Linked DNA regions of Mus musculus: all the other regions are linked to region 2. A link is a contact called in public HiChIP or PLAC-seq data. All regions are on one chromosome and are shown on one strand. The core of a region is the stretch at or near the end of the contact, and the rest is flanking DNA. Distances in the headings are between cores, read along the strand shown.

Region 1 (4,897 bases), core at 1,511-4,010, 110 kb before region 2:
ATTCGTGGGCTTACATGTGTATGCACCTGGGTCACTGGTGAACCTTTCCGCCCCGGAGGCATGTGGGAAACTGACAGGCATCCGAGAGCCTCTGACATCACAGTTGAGTGGTGGCAGCCACTGGTTTCTTGTCAGTGAGCTGTGGTCACCACACACACGCACACACACACACACACACACACACACACAGAGAGAGAGAGAGAGAGAGAGAGAGAGAGAAAGAGAGAGAGAAAGAGAGAGAGAAAGAGAGAGAGAACAAAACCAGCAAGTGCTGGAAGCTGATGTCTGTCTATCCCACGAGGCTAAGTGATGACAGCAAATACCACAGCAGGCTGTGGAGAAGGGGCTGGCAATCAACCCGATGACAGGGACCAGCAGGCCAGGCTCACCTGCCAAGGGCAGCTGACTTTTCTGGAATGTGTTGACCTTTTGTTGCAGGGTGAGCTGCAAACTCACACAAGTGGCCCTGGCATGACCAGAAGGGCAGGAGAATTTGTCTGTTGTCAGCCAAAGTGTTCGGAGTTTTAGCCAAGATTCACTTACAGATTTTCAGTCCAAGCTTGGGAAGGCTTATGGAACAGAAGCAGTGTTGAGTTTATAACATTGTCCTATTTGAAACAGTGCTGTTTTGTTTTGTTTTTAAAACATGGATTGGTTTTTGTTGTTTGTTTGTTTGTGGGGTTTCTCTGTGTAGTCCTGGCTGCCCGGGTACTAACTATGCAGACCAGGCTGGACTCGAACTCAGACCTGTCTGCCTCTGCTGCACCCCTCGCTGCACCCCCCCCCCCGTGCCCTGTCCCCAACCCCGAGTGCTGGGATCAAAGCTGGATTTAATTGGATTTAATGTCAGGAAATGAATGGTGAAGGGGCAGGGGCATTTAGGTTTAGCTCTGCTGGCTGGAAATGAGTTAAGTCCCCCCAGCCCATGTCACAGGCAGTGGCTCCATCACAGTGAAGAACCTGGCAGGAGAGAGACAGAAGAGCTCTGTGTTTGGGGCAGACACTTCTAACACCTCTGAGCTGAACTCCAAAAATGTGAAAACCGTTTAAAATACAGTCTTGTAAGATGTGCCAGGGCAGGTAAGATGAACCTGCCCTAATGTGTTAACTAAAAGAGCACCCTCCTAGGCAGACAGAGACCAGATCTCGTAGCCGTTTGCTATTCTTTGTAACTGGAGTAGTGTTTTTGAAAACAAAGGCTCTGAGCAGGCGTGCGTGGAAGTGCAGGTGCGAGTGTATGCCTGTGTGCATGCGAGCAATGCATGTGTGCGAAAGCACATGTGCACGTGTAGAGGTCAGAGGTTAACATCAAGCATCTTCCTCGGTCACTCTCCGACTTTATTTTCATTAAAAATTTTTTATATTTATTTTATCCTATGCTCCTGAGTGTTTTGACGGCATGTATGGATATGTACCATGTGTTCCTGGTGCCTGCACAGGCCAGGAAAGGGAGTCAGATCTCCTGGAACTGGAGTTACAGATAGCCATGAGCTGCCATGTGGTTGCTGGAAATTAGACCCAGAGCTCTTAATCACTGAGCCATCTCTCCAGCCCCTTCTCCCACACTTAACTTCCCCTCCCCAACCTCAATTTGCTTTTTGAGGCAGGCTCTCTTTTTCAGACCTGGGACTAGAATGTCTGGCCAATGAACCTCTGGGGTGTCCTGTCTCTACCCACCCACCCCCAAACCCCTGGATCACAAACAAGCCCCACACGAACTGTAACTGACTTTCCAAGTAGGTGCTGGGGATCGAACCTGAGCCCCTATGCTTGTTCAGCAAGCATTTTACCTACTAGTCATCTCCTCAGGCCCCGAGAAGACAGTCTTCCTCACTCGGCTTGTGATTTGTTTTGCAATCCATGCCATTGCTTTGCTGGGCTGACGAGAAGCTGGAATGATGGGGGTGGAGGTGGGGTGACTCATGAGGCAAGGGTGTCTGGAAGGGGTCCCTGGGAGGCACTACCAAAGTTCACTTGGCCTGTACCAGGAAGGTAGGAGGGGGCAGGGGTTACTCTAACCTCTGGATTCTGAAGGAAAAGGGTAGATTTCTCTGGGGGGGGGCAGAAACTCGCTCTGGCTTGAAGGAGAGAGTGACTTCTCAGTGCTCGTGCCACCGGCAAGAAGGTGGCACTTCGAGGTGGACCTCACTCCTCCAACTAGGCCCTCTGGACAAGTATGTAGAATGATTTGAAAAACCATCATCATTCTAGCTTCTCGTCAGCCCAGCAAAGCAATGGCATGGATTGCAAAACAAATCACAAGCCGAGTGAAGAAGACTGTCTTCTCGGGGCCTGAGGAGATGACTAGTTTGCTGGTAGTAAGGAGTCCAGGGTTGGACCCACGATTGGCTAGGTCCTTGTGCAACAGGCTGATGGGGACGCATCCAGAGTCCCAAATGGAGTGGGCAAGGACACCTATGAGTGCTTACCTCGTCCTACACAGTGTTGGGGGCACTGGAGGTTAGAGTGAACTGGCCTCTGTACCCACAACAGGTTGGGGCCCCACTTTGGTGTACTCAGGACAGCAACACCATAAACAGGGCCACCTCTCAGAATGGTGGGGGCACCAGGAGCAGCACTCTGTGTCCCCACATCAGGTGTGTGACTGGCACAGTGAATGGTACTGTGGTCCCTGTGAGGGGACAGGTAGAGACTGCACAATGCGGGTGTGGGCTTGGTCCTTTTGGGCTGTGGGCCACAGCATCTGTCATCTTTTGTGTCTTGGACACTCACTGCTCCTGCCCTAAGGCTGACCCGCAGTCTGACTGTGAGGTCCTGGAAAAGGAAGTTAATATCCTTTGTAGCGATCCAGGACATTTGACTCTGAGTCATAGCCAGCCATTATTTTATTAAAGGGAAGGGGACGTGCCTAATGACTGTCAGCCACTGCTTTTCTGTGATCAGGAACAGGATCTACAAGAGCCTAGGGTAACATCCACCACTCATGGCCGAGGCTGCCTGGCAAGCTGAGTGTAGAAGCATGAGAAAGTTGGCTGCTCTTGGCACATCCCAGCTGCAGCCTAGACAGCACAGGGCACAGCAAGACAGCATACCGTTCTTGGACCAGATGAGCTATGCCTAGCCCTGGCTTTCTTATTTCTTTCCCTTCAAAGCAGAAAGTTCCCTGAAGGGCAGCCTGTTGCCAGTGTCCTCATCACACAGGCTCGGGGCCTGCCTGGTCTGGGAAAAACTGCACTTCTCATCCCGGGTCTCTGTGAACCTTCTAACCTTGCTGGTAGTGTATGAGGACGTGTACCAGAGAAATATAGCATTCTATAGGAAAAGAAAGGGCCCAGAATTCCTGCCTGGCCAGCTGTTTGCCAGGGTCCCCCTCCTGTTCTCAGTTGCTGTGGTTGATGTCATCAAGTGTCCATGTGGCCATCCTGGTGTGTGGGCATCTCCCCGTACGGTCTAGACTGCATATCAGAGAACTTGTTTGAGGGGCATTCCACCCCAAGAGGTCCAGATGCCAGCTCCTTCAATACCTCTGAGTCACACAGTTCTCGCCACTGACCCCTGTGACTGACAGTCTCAGTTTCCTGGCACAAGGCATTGGATGTAGAGGTGGGGGTGTAGAAGATGTAGAGGTGCTGTGCAGGGATGGGGGGCCTGTTGGAAGCACAGCGCCACTGATGATAGCTCAGGTTTCTGATAGGTCATTTTTATCGAGCCGTTCTTCTTTGTCCACAGATCCTCATTCCTTCCCTTCCCTTAGCCCCGCCCAGTCCCTAGCAGGGAGATGCTACAATCTCCTACACCCTACATGACATTCCCATCATAGAGCCCCTCTCTCCTTGCATCCCTGACTCCTTGTCCCTCACTGCTTCTTGGCCTACCCTCTTCCTACTGTTGTTCTCTCCGGAACCACTAGCTCAATCACAAGATCTCCCCAGCCCCTCCCCCCCCCCACGCCAGGCCTGAGTCCCTCCTGACAGCTCATGTGACTTACCCTAGTTCAATGTTTTTCCGCCTCCCAATTCACCCATCCGGTTATGCTTGTGGGGATCTAAACAGTGCTGGTTTTAGAGCTTTTGTTCCCACCAAGGGACAATGCCAGTGTCACATGAGCCGTGGTGTGGCTTGTGTGCAACGGCAGCTGTGGAATGTACTGTGGGCTGCGTGGCTGTGTGGGGTCCCTGGTGCAGCATGGCCTTTGGGGTCTGGCCAGCAGAGCATGTGACATCAGGGACATTAGGACACTGTTCTCTCCTTTCTTGGTCTGAGACTCCCTCTGAATATGTAAGATGAAGCATGATTCGTGGGCACACTTTTAAGAGAGTTGTCCAACCGTCACTAGCACACTTTAGTTATTTTGTGATGTAACACGGTTGCCTCTTAGTCTTCTGAACATCAGATGCTTATCTCACTCCACGACTGTGCTTAGCAGCTGTGACTTCTGTCACCTGATTCTTAGGGACAGTCACAGTTATGAATAAGAGGCACTGGGAAATGCTTGAAGTCTGCCCTCAGTGGTCCTAGACTCAAAGCACAGGGGGCTTTATCAGAGGGTCACTGCCTCAGGTTTGTTCTGAGGACCTGATGTGAGCTTGGCAGGTGAGCCATAACAGCACAGAGATGTGCCTCTGTCACCTCCTGGTGTTGCAGGAAGGAGGCAGTCAGAGGTCGGGTGGGTACAGGGAGTGGGTGCAGGGTCACAAGCAGGGCAGGATTTGGAGGCGGCTCCATGAGGGCCAGGTCAACATCCCCAGAAATGGGGAAGATGGGTAAGTTGCAGGAGAAGGGAGGGGCCATGTCGGAGAATTGGCTGCTGGTGGCAAGCTACTTGCTATGTAGAAGGTGTCCAGATGTCTGTCACAGGGCCTGTCCTGAGTAACATCCTCGCAGGAGTAACGAGGAGCTGTGTGGGGTGAGGGAAGGGGAAGACTAGGGAAGGGAG
Region 2 (5,337 bases), core at 1,058-3,557:
TGGTTCTCCAGACATGAATTCTGTCCAGATGTGGCATGGCTGGAGTTGCTATTTCTAAACAGCTGTAACTTCCTATGCCGTACAAGCACAGCCAAGTCTCAGAGCCTCCGGTGACACTGTTTCCATTGTGTGGAGCACTCGCTATTGTGAGGCAGAAATGTTGATTCAGGAAACAGGTCCGACTCTCCTCTTTCTAGGTGGTGAAGGTGAAGGTGAAGCCCAGAGAGAATGAGGACAGCGGAGGCCACGGCTGTTGGCACCGACGACTGCGCTGTCTGCTGGCGCCACTCCGGGGGAGCCACGATAATGGAGGGCACCAGGAGGTTTGGAGAGAGAGAGACCACTGGTTTTCCCTTAAGGAATACACCTCTGCAAAAACCTCTCTGCCTGCCTGGGGAGGAGGCACAGGATAAACAGGTGCCCAGGCTGGGTGGAAACAGACCTCAACTCTGAGACTATCTCGGGCAGTTTATAGGACATAAGTTCTAGCATGGACTCAGACAGACATCTCCGGAACCAACAGGGACAGCCATGTTCACCACCATCAGCCAGGATGGCAGAGGAAAGCAGGGAAATGATGGTCCACAAAGAATTCCATCCTGGGTATCCAACCTCCTAGATATCCTAGCCCGTACCCCTGGGAGTTCAGTAATCAGTACCACAGCAAAGGCAGGGGGCTCCAAGTCCACAAGCAGTTTGGGGAGGAGGGAGGAGCAGGCATGTTGACTGAGACTCCCAGCTGGGGTGTCCCAGAGAGCATCTTTATATTGTGGCTTCATCCTAGCACGGGTCAGGGATACTAAATAAAGCACTCTGACTGGACTGGGCTGTGTATCCCCAAATGGGCCTGGGAACAGGTTGGGCAGAATGAGAGAAGATTCTTCCGATCTCTGCAGGGCCACTAAGCCACCTGAGAGGCACAGGGTGGATGGCCTTGCCTGACTCCTCACCTAGAGTGTGTCTGGCTGCCGTGGAACCCACACCATCTTGTTAACTCTTATCTTGTCATTAGTCACCCACTGATAAGGAAACTGAGGCAGGGCTGGTTTTGTGACAGTGCCTTGCCCGATCTCACAGAACAGGTATCCGAGATAAACTAACTTCCAACTGTCCTTTATTTCAAACCCTACAGAGCCTGGACCATGACCCCTCCTTCTGAACCTGGCCCTAAAGCAAGCTCCTACCTGGCTGGGGTTCAGCGAAATTGAGGATTGGGGGGGGGAGTGCGTTAAGACTCAGCACCTTTAATTTTGTCCCTAATCTACACAAGGCAAGGCAGGAAGGGAACCCACTCTGAACAAGGTCCCCCCAAACTGAATCTCTCTTATCTCTGAAAATGGGAAGTTCCAAAGAGTACAAGGTTCTGCCTCTGGCCCTAGAAGCCTGCTTCTTACCCTGGCCACGGGTAGGAAGGCCACAGGGGAACCAACATCCAGACTAGTCAGTCCCTCTCCACCCTTCAGAGGTGCTGGTCCCGCTCTGGACAGATGAAGTCTTAGGTTAGGGACTGCCACACAGCACCCCACCTTAACGGTTGTATAAACACATAGGCCTAAGCTCCAGCCCAGGTGCCAACTGTCCCCAGAATCCCATAGGCTAATTCCAAATGAAAGGAAAAGATATAACAGAGAGCAGGGTGTGGAAAGGGAGCAAGCGTCCACAACTTTTCCCCGGGTCATCTGTTGGGCCACACCGGCCTGGACAGCCCTCCTCCTTTTCAGTCCTCCCCCACCACCAAGAGAGTGGGTCAGTAGGACGACATTTGCTGTGCCCTCATCCTGACCCCCCCGCTAGCGGCCTAGGCATGGTGACCCATCTAATGACTCCCCCACATCATAGTTTGGGCCCTGCGTCCCATCGACGTCTGCCTCTCGCCCACCAGGACCCTGACCCGCACAGCGCCCGTGGTACGCGCGAGGGGCGGCCGTGACGCGCGCCCCGGGAGCGTGTGTGCGGGGGCGCGCCCGCGCTGCTCCCCGAAGGGAGGGTCGCTGCTGTGGGCCACCGAGTGAGAGTGTGGGCACACGGGGTCGCGGCCCGGCAGCTAGGACAGAGCGTGGCCAGCGTCGCCCAGGTCCGTGTGGGAGTCCGCGTGCGCGCCGCTTACCCTGCGGGATGATCGGGGCCAACTCTCATCCACCCGCCGCCGCGGCGCCCCCCTGGCCGGCCACCCGGCCGCGCTGCACCTGCCGCCCTCCCGGGAGCCCAGCGGCGCCGGGGAGCGGGGACTACGCGGCCCCGCGGGTGCCGGCCACGAGCGCGGAGGCGGCGCCGCGTCGCGCGCTCACGTCCTGCTGCGCGGAGTCTGCGCGCCCCCCGACCGGGCCTGCGCAAGCCGCCGCCCCGCTCCGCCCCCTCGCCTCCCCGCCCTCCCTGCCCGGTGTGTGCGCGCGCGCGCGCCCGATCACGCGGCGCCGCCTTTGTTTGGGTGACCCACGTGGGTCCTCGCCGCGCGTGCCCACGCGCACGCGTGGCCGCCTGCCAGTCGCAGCCACGGGCACAACCGAGCACAAGGATACACTCCACTGTCACCTCTCTCCCGGCGAACTGGCTTGACGGTTACTGCCAAATGGAGACCCGCGCTTGGTGTAGAAATACTTGTCCTGGCACCGCCAGGCTGGACTCAGAGCACAGCTCCACACTGGGAAAAGGACATGGAACCTCCACCTGGAGGGCAGTGAGCAACTCCTCCCTTCTCTCCCACTCAGTACCTAACCAGGAATGCCACATACCTTTAAATGTCACCGTAGCGATAGGAAGCCTACTTTAGCTCTAGTACTATCTTAAAGGAAAAGAGATCCTCCAGGAGTCACTTCCCCCGTTTTGACTCGCCTTTCAAAAACCAGGGTTGACAAGGACCCAGAAAGATAACTAATGAACCTGGTAAAAGACCACACCCTCCAGAACCCCAGGCCCTAGCCTGGTTGGAGGACTGACCTGCAGCACCGTATGGGGTCTGACCTAGGAGGTCCACTGTAGGGTACGAGGGTGACTGTAGCAAACTCAGCATCAGCAAGTGGAGACAGCACATTAGACCTGTGACCACATGACCCGCTTGCACTGCGGGGCTTTGACGACCTCACCTCCAACCCTCTCAATCCAGAACTGTCCCCCACCTTATTATGTCTCAAGCACCCCAGGAGATTTGAGGAATGCTGAAGGACTCTGAAGCTTTCTGGGGGGTGGGGTGGGTGGGGGCAGGATTCAGGCCCCCTTTTGTCCTCCAGCATTGCCTACCTTCCAGACAGGCCTTTGTCCCAGGGTCTGGGGCTGGCATCCAGAGAGGCTCCTGTAGGTGAGCTCTCTCTCTCTCTGAATGCAGAGTGAGAAGCAATGCCCATGTGTAGCACAACATGAGGTCTGTCCAATGGCTCTTGGCTGGCAGTGTGAGATGCCAGGCTAAGCTGCCTGCAGGGCTTGGTCTTGGCAAGATGAGAGCTACTTTGGGCAGGAACCTCCTCTGAGTCACCTTTGTGCGGCATCCCAGCCCAATGCCACACCAATCTCGCTGGTTCCTCCTACCCCTGGCTTTCCCTGCTTCCTCTCTGTCCTACAGCAAAACCGGACTCTGGTCGTCGCCCCACCCCCACCGCCCCCTGCAAGCACAAGTGCTACTTTCCTGCCTCCAGGATTGCCTAGACCATATCCTCCCTGGGGCGCGGAGGAGGGGGGAGCCTCTCCACTCTGGCCCTACCCAACCTTCCAAGCTAACTCCAAAGTTTCAGCTCCACAAAGCCTCCCTTGACCAGTCGCCCAGTTAGAAAATGTTTCTAGCTTCCCAGGAAGCCAGAGTTCTCGGGAGTCATTCCCCACCCTTCTCCTGTGAACTCAGCTGGGCAGCTTCTACCAGGAGAGGTTCGATGCATTCATGTAGGGATCCCTCCCTGCTGAAGTTAAAGTGTGTCTCCAGAGTCCCTGCATTGCAAGCTTAATCCCCAGTACACCCATGTGGCACGTGATTACTTTGAAGGGCTCTGCCCTCAGAAAGGCTTTATGATCTGAGCTGGCTTTATAGAGTAGGCTCTCGATGGAAGGTGGGTTGGTTTGAATGAGAAATGGCCCCCATAGGCTCATATTTTGAATGCTTGGTTCCCCAGATGGTGACATTGTTTGGGAAGGATTAGAAGGTGTGGCCTTGCTAGAGGAGGTGTGTTTCTGGTGTGCTTGAGGTTCCACAAACCCATATTCCTGGTTAACTTTCTCCCTGCCTCATGTCTGTGTCTCAAGGTATAAGCTCCCAGCGACCGCTCCAGCACCATGCCTGCCTGTCTGCTACCATGTTGCCTGCCGTGATAGTTAACGGACTAACCCATGGGAGTCCCAGATTAGACACTTGTCTGTAAGTCACCTTGGTCATAATGTCTCATCAAAGCAATAGAAAAGTAAGTCCCTGACATGCACTCATGAGGATGGCATGACAGGCAGGTCCTCACTATCACACAGGACATCCTGAAGCCAGCCAGCACAGCTGCAGAAGGGCTCTATGCGAGGTGTTACAGGAAGCCCTGCCCCTCACGTCCAGTCACTCTCTCTGGCTTCCTGTTCCTCTGTAGACAGGCCCTGCCCTCAGCTCCTGACCCCAGGGGAGAATCCTCTCTGGCCTTATTCCTGTAGCATATCTCCATCTCTGCTGTTTCCGGTTCAGCCTGCATGTGTTAATGGTGATGGGAAGGGAGCCTGGGAGATGCTGGGGCTTCTGGTCAAGCTGAGCCACCAGAGGCCATAGCATCACCGCATCAGGAAGACAACCAGCAGATACACGCAACAGCCAGAGCCTGGCATAACCCAGAGGGTGCCCAGGAATGTTCTTTGCATGAGTATCCAGGATGAGCCCCACAATGGAGCCAGACTTCTCTAATCCCTCCCCTCCTGCTCACAAGCATTCACTGGGTACCCATTCCCAGGCACTGCCTGGTGGAGAATGAAACTGGTCAATAAGTACATTCTAGAAGACAGACTTGGACAGACACTACCCCTAGGAGAACTTGGGGTTACCATGACCACCACCTACTCAGAGGCTCCTCACAACCATGGCCCCTCATTAACTGATAAAGGCTATTGTGGTCCCGACTGTGTCTCACAAATCTGAATATTTGAAGTCCTAATATACCAGACCTCGGAACAGGACTGCATTTGAAGACAGGGTCTTTACAGAGGCCAGAAAAGCCAATGGGGCCACATGAGCTACCTCCAGTCTAGTTTGTGTGGTTCTTGCGTGGGGAGGAAGTATTTGAGACAGGGTTCCTCTGTGTAGCCCTGTCTGTCCTGGAACTCAATCTGTAGACCAGACTGACCTCGAACTAGGAGATCCACCTGCCTCTGCCTCCCAAGTGTTGG
Region 3 (5,240 bases), core at 866-3,365, 120 kb after region 2:
GACCCGGAAGGAGGATGGTGTGCTGATGGAAGCCACAGCTGGCACGTCTTCCAGGCTCCATCTCCAGGTGAGTGTGTCTTCGAAACACACAGGCACCTGCAGAGCAGACAAGTGCTCTAGAAGGAGAACCAGACAGCGGGGGTTTCCCAGGCTGCCTGGGAAGGGCATCCGCTACTCATCTCCCCGCTCCTACGCTTGCCCTATAGTGGGCAGAGAGAACGCAGAGGGAAATATGGGTGACCCAAGGTGCAGTGCCATTGTGCCGTTCAGGATAGGGGTAGTGCAGAGTTCGTGCATAACTATGGGCTCCTGTGGACTTCCTTTCCAGCACCCACTTGCCTTCACTACAGTCACAGAATGGAGCATAGAACCTCAGAGCTGCTGGGTCTGTGTAACTTGCCCTAGACAGAAGCTCTGGTCTGCCTGCCTGGAATTTGGCTGGTTTTTGTTTTTGTTTTTGTTTTTTTGGTTTTTTTTTGTTTTTTTTTTCCTGGCTTGATTCACAGCCTTTCAGGGCGAAGGCAAAGGGCTGCAGCAGATTTGGGGCGTGAGCTTCCATCAGTGCAAAGTGCAAGTTCTCACCCCCATATTAAACCTACATGCTGCCATACCCCGGGTCCCTGCCTCGAGGGATCTTGAGGACCCCGTCACTTCATGCCACGTGTGTGTTTTCTTTATATTTACCTCTAACCATTCGGCTTGTTTGGAACTTTAGGTCAGAGTACCCGGACATTTCTGGAAGTGGTTTTAATGCACCGCATTCACACGTTCGCATATCTCTTACATGACAGATGGTTTCTGCTAGGTCGTTGGAGCCAGAGGTAGCAAGGGATGCTACTCCTTTGTGGGGATCACCCAGGGCTGTCTCACTGAGCTACCCTCACTTTCCAGCCCTCCACTGTCTGTACAGTAGAGAGAGCCCTTATCCAAGGCTCCGAGGTTCCGAGGTTCCGGATGAGCCCTCTGTCTGGGAATCCGTACTTGACCAGGAGGTCCCACTGAGCCCCCAACTCTGCCCTTGTATCTCTGACATTGGCACTGACCAGACAGATTTTCTTGTATAAACCATGGCCCATAATTCCTGGGCAGGGTCAGAATTCTCCAGTTTTGGCTTTCCTTGGAGTTAACACTCGCAGTAGTCAGGAGGCCCAGAGGTCACTGTCAATGGTCACTTAGAGGAATCATGCCCTAGCAAGGATTTGGGCTCAAATCTGGAGGAACTAGTAACTAAGTATGTCTTTCTTTCTTTCAGGCTTTTCCAAAGATTGTATATGTAAGCACATGCATGTGTGCCTATGTCTCTCTGTGTGCTCGTGTCTGCCTACGTATGTGAATGTGTCTGAGCATGTGTGCGCGTGCATCTGTGTGTATAACTGGGCATGTCTTTATGCACGTGTCTGTGTTTGCATGTGTTCGTGACCGTGTATTTATGTTTGTGTGCACGTTTGTGTATATGTCTGTGAGTGCATGCGTGCCCATATGTGTATGTATGTTTGTGTTTGTGTGCTCATGTGTATGTATGTTTATGCATGAGTGCATGCATCTCTCTGTGTGTCCGTATGTATGTGAGTGCATGTAACAAGCCCTGGTGCCCGTAGACTTCCTTCCCCATAGGTCATCCTCTGTCTCCTTCTCCCTCCTCCCCTTCAGCACAGCCTCTACTGGATATCTGTCTCTTCCCTTCCCGAGGAATGAGGTCTGACCCAAGCTTTAAGGGTAGTGGCTCCTGGAATTCCCATGGCCCCTGCTGTCCCCATGTCCTCATAAAGCCATAGCTTGTTTCTTCTACTTCCTGGGCCCTGGATTCTTGTTCTTCATCCCAGTCAGGCAGCTGGAGTGGAGTCGGAGATAGTCAGAGGAGAGGTGGACCCTAAGGAGTGTCTGTACCAAGCTCCCATTTCACGTGAGGCAAATTGAAGCTAGAGGCTCGTGTAACCTAGGCCCCATGGATCCTGAGTCAGCCAGAGAACCCCTCAGCAGAGCTCAGAGAGTGGGAGGAGTCAGGGATGCCCAGAGCCCTCCCTTCTTCCAGCTCGCTGCCAGAGGTCACAGGGCCCTTGGATAGATTTGTTTGCATTGGCTGGAGGGTGGGGCCATCAGCCCAGACAGAAGCCAGCCTCTAGCCTGTGCCTGCCCACTTACCTGAGGTCACAGCCCCAGAGGTTGGGGGTTGTTGGTGTGCATGGCAAATTCTTTCCTCATTAGCTGTAATTTCACAAGGTTCCCGGCTGGCCAGAAGCTCACTTTGGCCTGAACTTGGAAGCACCGCCCTGCCTGGGGATGCTATTTCTCTGTGGGTGTTGCTCTGTCGGAACATATTAAATTGGCCGTTTTCATTCAGGTGATGACGGGCGCCTACAAGCTGTCATTAGTGTACCTGGAGGGAAAAAGGCTCTGTTCAGCAAGGTTAGCCCTGACTAACTCTGGTAGCCACAGAATTAAAGACTGGATACACCAAGGAGGGCTTTAAGGGGTCCTGTAGACCTCATGAGCAACCCAAGGGGCCACCTTGTTATGGTTCGCAGAGGCTGCTCTAACAGGAATTGGGGGTGGGGGTAGGGTTTGTGTGACATGTTCAGCTTGTGGTGTCCTGACTGCCAAGAGAGTGCTGTGATGCAGCAGTTTGAATGTCCCCATCCCGTGTCAGGCCAAAGCCTGGACAAGTTAGCTAATTGCTGTCAGGCAGCCCAGATCCAGCTATATCATCGAGCAGAATAACCATACTGTTGTTGACATCTGTCTTGAATCGAGTAGAAGTACACGATGGGTGGCTGCTCCTGTCCCTGTCCTGGGGTTTATTCACAGCCTCTCCTTTTGTTGCAGACACATGCCATTTTCAACTTCCTTGTTGATCTCTTTTTTTTGAGGGGTTTGCCAGCAAGGCCAGTGAGAGAGAATAGCCCAGGAAACTTGTGTGAGGCAAAGGAAGCAATATGTAAAATGGTGAAAATTACCTTCCAAAATCAGCTAGTGGCGGAGACCAAAGTCAAGATGCATCGGTATTGACATTAGTCCTTTCTGTCAGGGTTTCTCCTGAGGCCTGTGGAGTACCTTGAGTTAACCAGCATGAGACACTTTGTATTGAAACCTTTGATATTGTTTCTAATGGTTAGAGGCCACACAACTTGGGCCCCCTGAGTTTAAGCCCTTGGAAATGTGTCGAGACTTGCTTTAAAGCCTGGATCCAACCAGCCTTCGTCAATATTCTGTGTGGACTTGAAAAGAATGTGTTCTCTGCTGTCGTTAAGCAAGGAGAGCCACATGTGTTGAGACCGTGGCACTGATTGTGGTGACACAGGCCCAGACCGTGTCAGGGGCTGGTGGTGTAGCTCAGTGGGTAGATTGCCTGCCTTGTGCATACAAGGCCCTGGGCTACACACTAAACATTGCATAAATCAGGTGGAATGTAATCCCAGATTTTAGGAAGTAGAAACTGAAGGATTTGAAACTCAAGGCCACCCTGGGCTTACTTAGGAAGTTGGAAGCCAGTCTGGGCTGTGTAGACCCTGTCTCAAAAACAAACACACACACACACACACACACACACACACACACACACACACACACACACAAACAAACCAAAACAAACCAGAAAACCAAAAAACCAAAAGCCTCTAAAAACCCTATGCCATTGTCATATTTGCTGTTTGCCATGGTGGCAATTTGATTCTGAACTTCGACAATCAGCTTCCTTTCTTTTCTGGCTAACTGGCTATGGTCATCATGTGCCCTTTCTGGTGATGGTGCTTGCCTTAAAGTTGCTCTGTCTGCTGATATAGTTGTACCAGCGCTTCTTCCTATAGGGTTTCTGTCCATCCTTTTTGTTTTTTTTTTTGTTTGTTTGTTTTGTTTTGTTTGTTTTTTTTTTGAGACAGCTTCTCAGTGTAGCCCTAGCTGTCCTGGAACTCACATTTTCTACCAGGCTGGTCTTAAACTCAGAGACCCACCTGCCTCTGCCTCCTGTGAGCTGGGATTAAAGGTGTAGTCACAGACTTGAGAGAGTCAAAGCCATGCATCTGTTCCTCCAAGATCTGCTGATTCTTGTTTACTACAAGAATCATAGCCTTTTGTTGTCCCAGCGCAAAGCCTTGAAGATGCTGGCCCATCCAGCCTTGCTTGAAGATGCTGGCCCATCCAGCCTTGCTGGGATTGGGATTGTGGTCCTTATCCCATGGGCCTGCAGGACACTCTTCAGCAATTGCTGAAGTTTGAGTCTTCAGAACCAGATGGTAGCCCTGGGGGAAACCAGAGTTCCTTCCCCTTGGCCTTTGTCCCTGCAACTCTTGCAGTGTCACTTAGAGCTTCACACAGATGTCCCACCTCACAGGAGGAGGATGGTCCAACTCACCCAATATCCTGTCAAGTTAAAGAAATACCTAGGCATTGTCCCAGCTGCACTCATTTAAAAATTTACATTTATGTATCTATTCATTTAACTATATGTGTGTATGTGTGACCCAGAGGACAGCTTGTGGGGGTCAGTTCTCTCTTTCCATCCTGTGCATCCCAGGATTCTAAGTCAGGTCATTGGGCTTGGCAGCAAGCCCCTTTCCCTCCTGAGCCATCTTATCAGCCCTGGCTGCATTCATTTCTCTCCTTCCTTTCTTCTTTATTTTTTTTTTTTCTTGTTGTTTTCGATTTTGGTTTGGTTTGATTTTTGTTTGTTTGATTGATTGTTTTGTTTTGTTTTGTTTTGTTTCATCTTGGCTTGCCTGGAATTCACTGTTTAGACCAGGCTGGCCTCAAACTTATGAAGATCTGCCTCTGTCTCTGAGTGCTGGGACTAAAAGCATGCACCATGGTGCCTGGCCTTAACTGCATTCATTTAAAATTCTGTTATAGGCTAAGTGCAATACTCTAGATTTACATGTATGTTGTTAAACAAGATTAGGTCTTCACAAACTGGTATTGTATTTAATTCCCAACCCCTTTGTGTGTGTGTGTGTGTGTGTGTGTGTGTGTGTGTGTGTATGTGTTGCTAAAGCTGGGGCCTTATACTGCCAGGCAAGTAATTTACCACCGAGATATGTCCCCAGCCAAATCTCTGTCTTTCTTTGTTTTGTTTGTTTGTTTTGTTTTGTTTTTTACTTTTTTGGTTTGTTTTTGGTTTGTTTTTCCTTTCTCTTTTGGGGTAGTCTCACTGTGGTAGCCCAGGCTGGCCCAAAACTTGCTATTTATAACAAGCTGACCCAAAACTCAGGCTCATCCTTGCTGCCCCTGCCCCCTACCCCCAAGTTCTG
Region 4 (5,384 bases), core at 1,632-4,131, 100 kb after region 2:
GACGACAGAGCTCCCACGAAGTGGAACACACTTGATTCAGGACAGAGTGTCTATGGTTTTGTGACCCAAATATACCCGTCCTTGGGTCCCGATATCTCATAACTCTTTTGAGTGGAAAGAGTTACAGAAAGTCACTCAGTAGCCAGGCAGTATTGGTGCATGCCTTTAATCCCAGCACTTGGGAGGCAGAGGCAGGTGGATTTCTGAGTTCGAGGCCAGCCTGGTCTGCATAATGAGTTCCAGGACAGTCAGGGCTATACAGAGAAACCTGTCTCGACACCCCCCCCCCCAAAAAAAAGAGTGACAGATAGTCCTGCAGATGCTGGACTTGCTGGCCTCTACTCCCAGGCAGAACATCCAGGAACATTCACCCTATCACCTTGCTGACTTACCTTGGTCCTGTGGCTTCTCTTATATGTTCTTCCTGCTATACATCCTCCGTACCTTATGTGGACACTCCCAGTGGTTTGTGCTTCCAGAATGTATAGGCCTGTGAGAATGAACCACGGGAACCCTGGGGCATCAGGGAAACATGGGGTGTATTTCCTTTCTTGCTTACGTCAGAGACACCCATCCAGACTGCAGGCTTGCTGCTGAGGGAGGGGAGGGGTGGGTGGGAGGTTGAGCCAGCCTCCATTTCCCCATTCGAAGCTTCTGCATCTGTTTGCTGTGGCCAGAGCAACAGCGCATCCTGTGGTTGGGTGGGGCCTCTCAGCCCAGCTGTGAATTCTCTATCCTGTGAGCCAGCTCAGAGGAGCACCCCATTACAGAAGGCTACCTCAAATGGCCCAGAAGAAAGAGGGGCCCCGTGCCAGAGGATCAGTAGGTAAACGTGGGTTACTGGAATCTGTGGTTCCCTTTCTAGGCTGGGTCCTTTCAACAGCTCCCTCCACCTCCCAGTGAACAAACACAGCCCGGAGCACAGGATTAGGCCTTTGCTGGGCTGTTTCCTTCTCTTGCCAGAGGGTGGGTATTTTAGGGAAGAAACCAACCAGTCTCCCTTATGGCCTTTAACCTCCATGTGGGGGTTAAGTAGGCCACACAACAGGGGGATATTAGCAGAGATTACAGTACGGCCCTGATGTTTCTGTCTGCCTCTGCCTCTACCAATCCAGGTTGCAGGGACAGACACGCTTTGGGCCTGGGAAGACCTGTCAGGCTGGGAACAATTTCAGGCCTGAGTCCGGGCAGCAGCCTGAGGTCACAGTACTCCAGTGTGGGCGTATTCATTTTATTATTTTATTGGGTTCTTATACTTCTACCTCCCTTGCAACCCCATTTCATCCTAATTTCTTCTAGCCCCCAATACTAGGTAGGAGATAAAGAAGGCTAGAGTGGAAAGCCGGTGTAGACCTCTATTGGCTACTTCCTGCTGATTAGGGTCGTCCAGTTCCTAGGGGCAAGTCCAATCTTCCACATCAGAGTATCTCCAACTTCCTCTGGTCGAGCCATAACAACAGCAACCAGGGCAGCAGCCTCCTCCTTCAAAGCCCCCTCCCCCCACTCCTCTCAAGGCTCTGACATTTATTCCCTCTCCAGCGTCCCCAGAATTAAACTATCTGCAGCTGGCAAAAATCACACTCCCTTAGAGCAGGAACAAGACCATCAGAGGTAACGGCTGTGGACAAACTGAAGCAGCCCCTATCCCACACCCGGGATTAGACAGAAAAACATATTCACACGATGTGACTTTTTAAAAAAATATTTATTTATTTATTATATGTAAGTACACTGTAGCTGTCTTCAGACACCCCAGAAAAGGGCATGAGATCTCATTACAGACGATTGTGAGCCACCACATGGTTGCTAGGATTTAGAAGAACAGTTGGAGCTCTTAATTGCTGAGCCATCTCTCCAGCCCTGGGTTGTTTTTTTTTTTTTTAAAGAAACCAAAACTCTCACTTGACTCCAGTCTGTAAAGATGGAAAGAGACTCCGAAAGTGACACTTTCAGGGCGAGTCACTCTGTTGGGTCTCTGTGTGGGAATTGTCATTGTCATCCTCATTTGTGGCCGTCTCTGTTCCGAGTCCTCTGGCAATAAAATGTGGAATGACCTCAGGCTACCGAAGATGGCTGAGAAGGTTGCCTGAGGAGAGGTTCAAGGTGATGAAGGAGAGTAAGCCACACTTGAAGGGACTCAAGCCGCATCCTGATGGTGGCCTTAAGTTGAGTGGGGTCCAGCAGCAGCTAGCTGTGCCGGTCCCGAGCGCACTGCTCCTGGAGACTTGTGCATCTCTCCGACTCTGCAGTAAGGGTGTGGAGTTGACTGCTGGCTGCAACTGTCACATCTGCCCCGCTCTTTAGGAATGCTGGCTTCCTTCAGGCACATCTTTGCCATGCTTAGATTCGATCCTGGGCATTGCCAGGTCAGCCTGCCAACATGCCTCTGCCCAGAGACCACAGTGCCCTTTGTGGGAACCTTGTGCTCTGCTGGCCTGTGGGGGGACTTCAGAGCTGCCAGGTTGGCTTCTCGTCCGGGTCCCCTGGGGAAACAGGTGAAACGCACAAACAGGATGATCCAGGGAAGGAGGGACGACGGGCAGGCCAGTGTGGGGCAGCAGGGAGGCCTGCTGGCCTAGGGCAGGTGATGGTGGAGCTGTGTGACTGTCCATCCTGGAGGTCACACTGTGGTCAGGCCCTGAGGAGGACAGTGTCTGTGGCCTCAGGGAACCCTCTGCAGACCTTCCCAGTGAGGGCAGGTGAAGGCGGTTTGCTCTTTCTTCCTACTTAGTGACATTTTCAGTGAGAACACCTGTTGGTTAAGTCAGCCTCCAGGGAAACAGGAGCCCACTGGAGTTGGTGGTGGCTCCAGCAAGGGCCTGTTAGAGAAAGCCACTGTTCCTGCCTCTTGGGTTTCACCCAGCCCTTCTCTGGAAGCACCAGGGAGGTTTGGCTGAGTGGAGATTTGTGGTTGTGGCCTCCCTGTTGATTCTCTTCCCCACCCCCTTGCCCCGGGCTTTTGTAAAAATAGGTTAAGCAGGCTGGAGAGATGGCTCAGCGGTTAAGAGCACTGACTGCTCTTCCCGAGGTCCTGAGTTCAATTCCCAGCAATTATATGGTGGCTCACAACCATCTGTAATGGGATCCCTTGCCCTCTTCTGGTGTGTCTGAAGACAGCAACAGTGTACTCACATACATAAAGTAAATCTTAAAAAAAATAAACGGCTAGGCGTGTCCACCTAGGGCATAGGATGGCTGATGTCAGTAAACGCATTTTAACTCATTTCTTTGCACTTGAAACTCGGGTTTCAATGCTTTGTTTCTTTTAAGTCACCTTTCAGCACCCAGGAGTGTGTGTGGTGTTAAGAGAACATTATTACCCACACCCCCAACACAGAGGCATCTGGCTGCTTCCAAAAGAGGCGTGCGTGGTCTAGAGGGGAGGGAACCGACTACTGGACAGTGGTAATCTTGAGTTCCTCTTTTGCTTCCTGAGGGATTTTGGCTACACCTTGCTTTGCTTAAGGAGCCCAAGTGGGGTCTGGGGACACAGGGACACCACAAGTCCCACCCTCTTGGATGTCTCAAGGGATCGACCTGACTAGAGCTAACACACATGTCAGAAAAGCTAAGGTCAGGTGGGCTGTGACTTGGAACGTGTGTGTGTGTGTGTGTGTGTGTGTGTGTGTGTTGTGTGTGCATGCATGTGTGCATGTATGTATGTATTGGTGTTTTGAGACAGAGTTTCTCTATTATGTAGCCCTGGCTATCCTGGAACTCACTATGTAGAACAGGCTGGCCCCAAACTGGTAGGATCCACCTGACTCTGCCTCCCCCAGTGCTGGTAATAAAGACATGCACACCGTGCACTGAATGGAGACAGATTTAAGGTTTACAGCTAAACAGGGAAGCAGGTTTACTAATCTCAATAGGTGTCTATAAGGAAGCAGTCTCAGGCTGTAGCCATCCGATTTATTAATTAATTTATTTTATGTATGTGAGTACATTGTAGCTGTACAGATGGTTGTGAGCCTTCATGTGGTTGTTGGGAATTGAATTTTTAGGACCTCTGCTCACTCTGGTCGGCCTTGCTCACTGCAGTCAATGGTTGGCTCCGCTGGCTCAGTCCCTGCTCACTCCGGCCCAAAGATTTATTTATTATTATACATGAGTTCACTGTAGCTGACTTCAGACACACCAGAAGAGGGTGTCAGATCTCATTACATTGTGAGCCACCGAGTGGTTGCTGGGATTTGAACTCAGGACCTTCGGAAGAGCAGTCGGCTCTTACCCACTGAGCCATCTCACTAGCCCCGGTTGATGCTTTCTATACACACTGTTAACATTCCCAGAGGAAGGCTTTTTTCTGAAGCTCACCCAGGGAAGGCTTTGCCACTCCCATGAGACTGAGCGTTGAAGTTCTTGAGGTGGCCATGCCCAAGTCAGATAATACACAACACTCAGGACTCCATCCGCTCTCCACGTGAGGACCCTCTTAGTTGGGACCCTCCTCACTGCCTTGGTCAGGAAACCAAGGGTACCACATGTATTTGGCTGTGCCTACCTCAGTTCCTCAGACAGCCCCCAGCTCATTGGGAAGTGAGCTTTATGTGGTCATCTCGGACTCATGGGGTAGTGTGGACTCTCCTGTGGGGTACCCTCAGGATGTGGGGAGAAAATGGCGTCTGAAGTCAGGGTGAGTCTGTAGGGGAAGTTTTCTTGAAGGGATTAGGAGGCGAGAGGGGCCAGTTGTTGGGCTTCTCACTCTGGCACATCTGGCATTTGGGGTTGACGATGACCTTAGTAGGGAAGAGGCTCATTCTGTGTTCCTGGCCATTACTAACAAGATGTCACAGGACCCATGCCCTAGTGAAGATTCAAATGTCTCGAGTCATTACTAAATATCTTCAAAGGATTGCCCCCTTCTGGGCCTTCTGCCTCTAGCACAGGGACATCACTGTCTTGGCTGTCATACTGGCCTCCTGCAGCTGACAGGGCTTGTGAAGTTCCTCTCAGATCAGGTTGGCTCTTAGGTGCTTGGACCCTTCTTGTTCTAGGAATGATCCGAATGGTGATCCTCCTCCTCCTCCTCTTCCTCCTCTTCTTCCTCCTCCTTCTTCTTCTTCCTCCTCCTTCTCCATATCAGCATCAGCATCATTATCATCATCGTGGATAGCAGTTTTAAATTTTTTCCATCAAGTCCCTAATAGCCCCGTAAGTCAAGCCGACCAATCCAAGACCTCAGTAGCAAGTTACAGTATCTAGTCTGGTTTTCTTTTTCTTTTTTTTTTTTTTTTTGGTTTTTCGAGGGTTTTTCTGTATAGTCCTGGCTGTCCTGGAACTCACTCTGTAGACCAGGCTGGCCTTGAACTCAGAAATCCGCCTGCCTCTGCCTCCCAAGTGCTGAGATTAAAGGCGTGCACTACCATGCCTGGCTTAGTCTG

The links. HiChIP or PLAC-seq counts read pairs in DNA pulled down with a chosen protein or histone mark.
Region 1: a contact with region 2 is called in an H3K4me3 HiChIP or PLAC-seq map of the SCID.adh cell line, with 18 read pairs. The contact joins the enhancer-like site here to the promoter of Gramd4 in region 2. A contact is called at or near these places in 6 of 39 promoter capture datasets (the C10 cell line, the HPC-7 cell line, hematopoietic stem and progenitor cells and 2 more), 4 of 484 Hi-C or Micro-C datasets (CD4 T cells, natural killer cells and pre-B cells), 11 of 115 datasets of contacts at active chromatin or transcription factors (the 230-238 cell line, the SCID.adh cell line, T-cell acute lymphoblastic leukemia and 6 more) and 3 of 9 other capture datasets (adipose tissue, liver and pancreatic islet).
Region 3: an HNF4G HiChIP or PLAC-seq map of pancreatic cancer cells shows a contact between it and region 2. The contact joins the enhancer-like site here to the promoter of Gramd4 in region 2. A contact is called at or near these places in 3 of 39 promoter capture datasets (hematopoietic stem and progenitor cells, liver and pre-B cells), 1 of 15 datasets of contacts at CTCF or cohesin (CD8 T cells), 2 of 484 Hi-C or Micro-C datasets (bone marrow-derived macrophages and embryonic fibroblasts), 5 of 115 datasets of contacts at active chromatin or transcription factors (acute myeloid leukemia, double positive thymocytes, embryonic forebrain and 2 more) and 2 of 9 other capture datasets (adipose tissue and liver).
Region 4: a contact with region 2 is called in an H3K4me3 HiChIP or PLAC-seq map of the SCID.adh cell line, with 10 read pairs. The contact joins the enhancer-like site here to the promoter of Gramd4 in region 2. A contact is called at or near these places in 1 of 39 promoter capture datasets (pre-B cells), 2 of 15 datasets of contacts at CTCF or cohesin (CD8 T cells and the NIH/3T3 cell line), 2 of 484 Hi-C or Micro-C datasets (conventional dendritic cells and double positive thymocytes), 2 of 115 datasets of contacts at active chromatin or transcription factors (the SCID.adh cell line and pancreatic cancer cells) and 1 of 9 other capture datasets (embryonic tail).

Annotation. Positions count from the first base shown.
Region 1 is chr15:86,167,819-86,172,715 of GRCm38.p6, reverse strand. The region is part of intron 1 of Cerk (ceramide kinase); the gene reads left to right. Among named protein-coding and RNA genes, the nearest start is that of Gm15569, 15 kb to the left of the region's middle. Within about 2 kb of position 2,760, at least 151 of the 459 cell types and tissues checked have an H3K27ac peak or open chromatin away from gene starts, as enhancers often do. A contact at or near this core is called in the HPC-7 cell line, the SCID.adh cell line, T-cell acute lymphoblastic leukemia and 6 more, where this site is marked.
Region 2 is chr15:86,055,732-86,061,068 of GRCm38.p6, reverse strand. Gramd4 (GRAM domain containing 4) reads right to left here and starts at 2,307. Exons shown (of 19, transcript NM_001379572.1): 1 at 2,108-2,307. The coding sequence starts at 2,136. It overlaps Gm41375 (a long non-coding RNA gene), which reads left to right and starts at 2,453. Exons shown (of 3, transcript XR_875536.2): 1 at 2,453-2,677; 2 at 4,228-4,339.
Region 3 is chr15:85,932,671-85,937,910 of GRCm38.p6, reverse strand. Celsr1 (cadherin, EGF LAG seven-pass G-type receptor 1) reads left to right here. Exons shown (of 35, transcript NM_009886.2): 9 at 1-67. Among named protein-coding and RNA genes, the nearest start is that of Trmu, 56 kb to the right of the region's middle. Within about 2 kb of position 2,115, at least 73 of the 459 cell types and tissues checked have an H3K27ac peak or open chromatin away from gene starts, as enhancers often do. A contact at or near this core is called in pancreatic cancer cells, where this site is marked.
Region 4 is chr15:85,951,703-85,957,086 of GRCm38.p6, reverse strand. All of the region lies in intron 5 of Celsr1 (cadherin, EGF LAG seven-pass G-type receptor 1), which reads left to right. Among named protein-coding and RNA genes, the nearest start is that of Trmu, 75 kb to the right of the region's middle. Within about 2 kb of position 2,881, at least 11 of the 459 cell types and tissues checked have an H3K27ac peak or open chromatin away from gene starts, as enhancers often do. A contact at or near this core is called in the SCID.adh cell line, where this site is marked.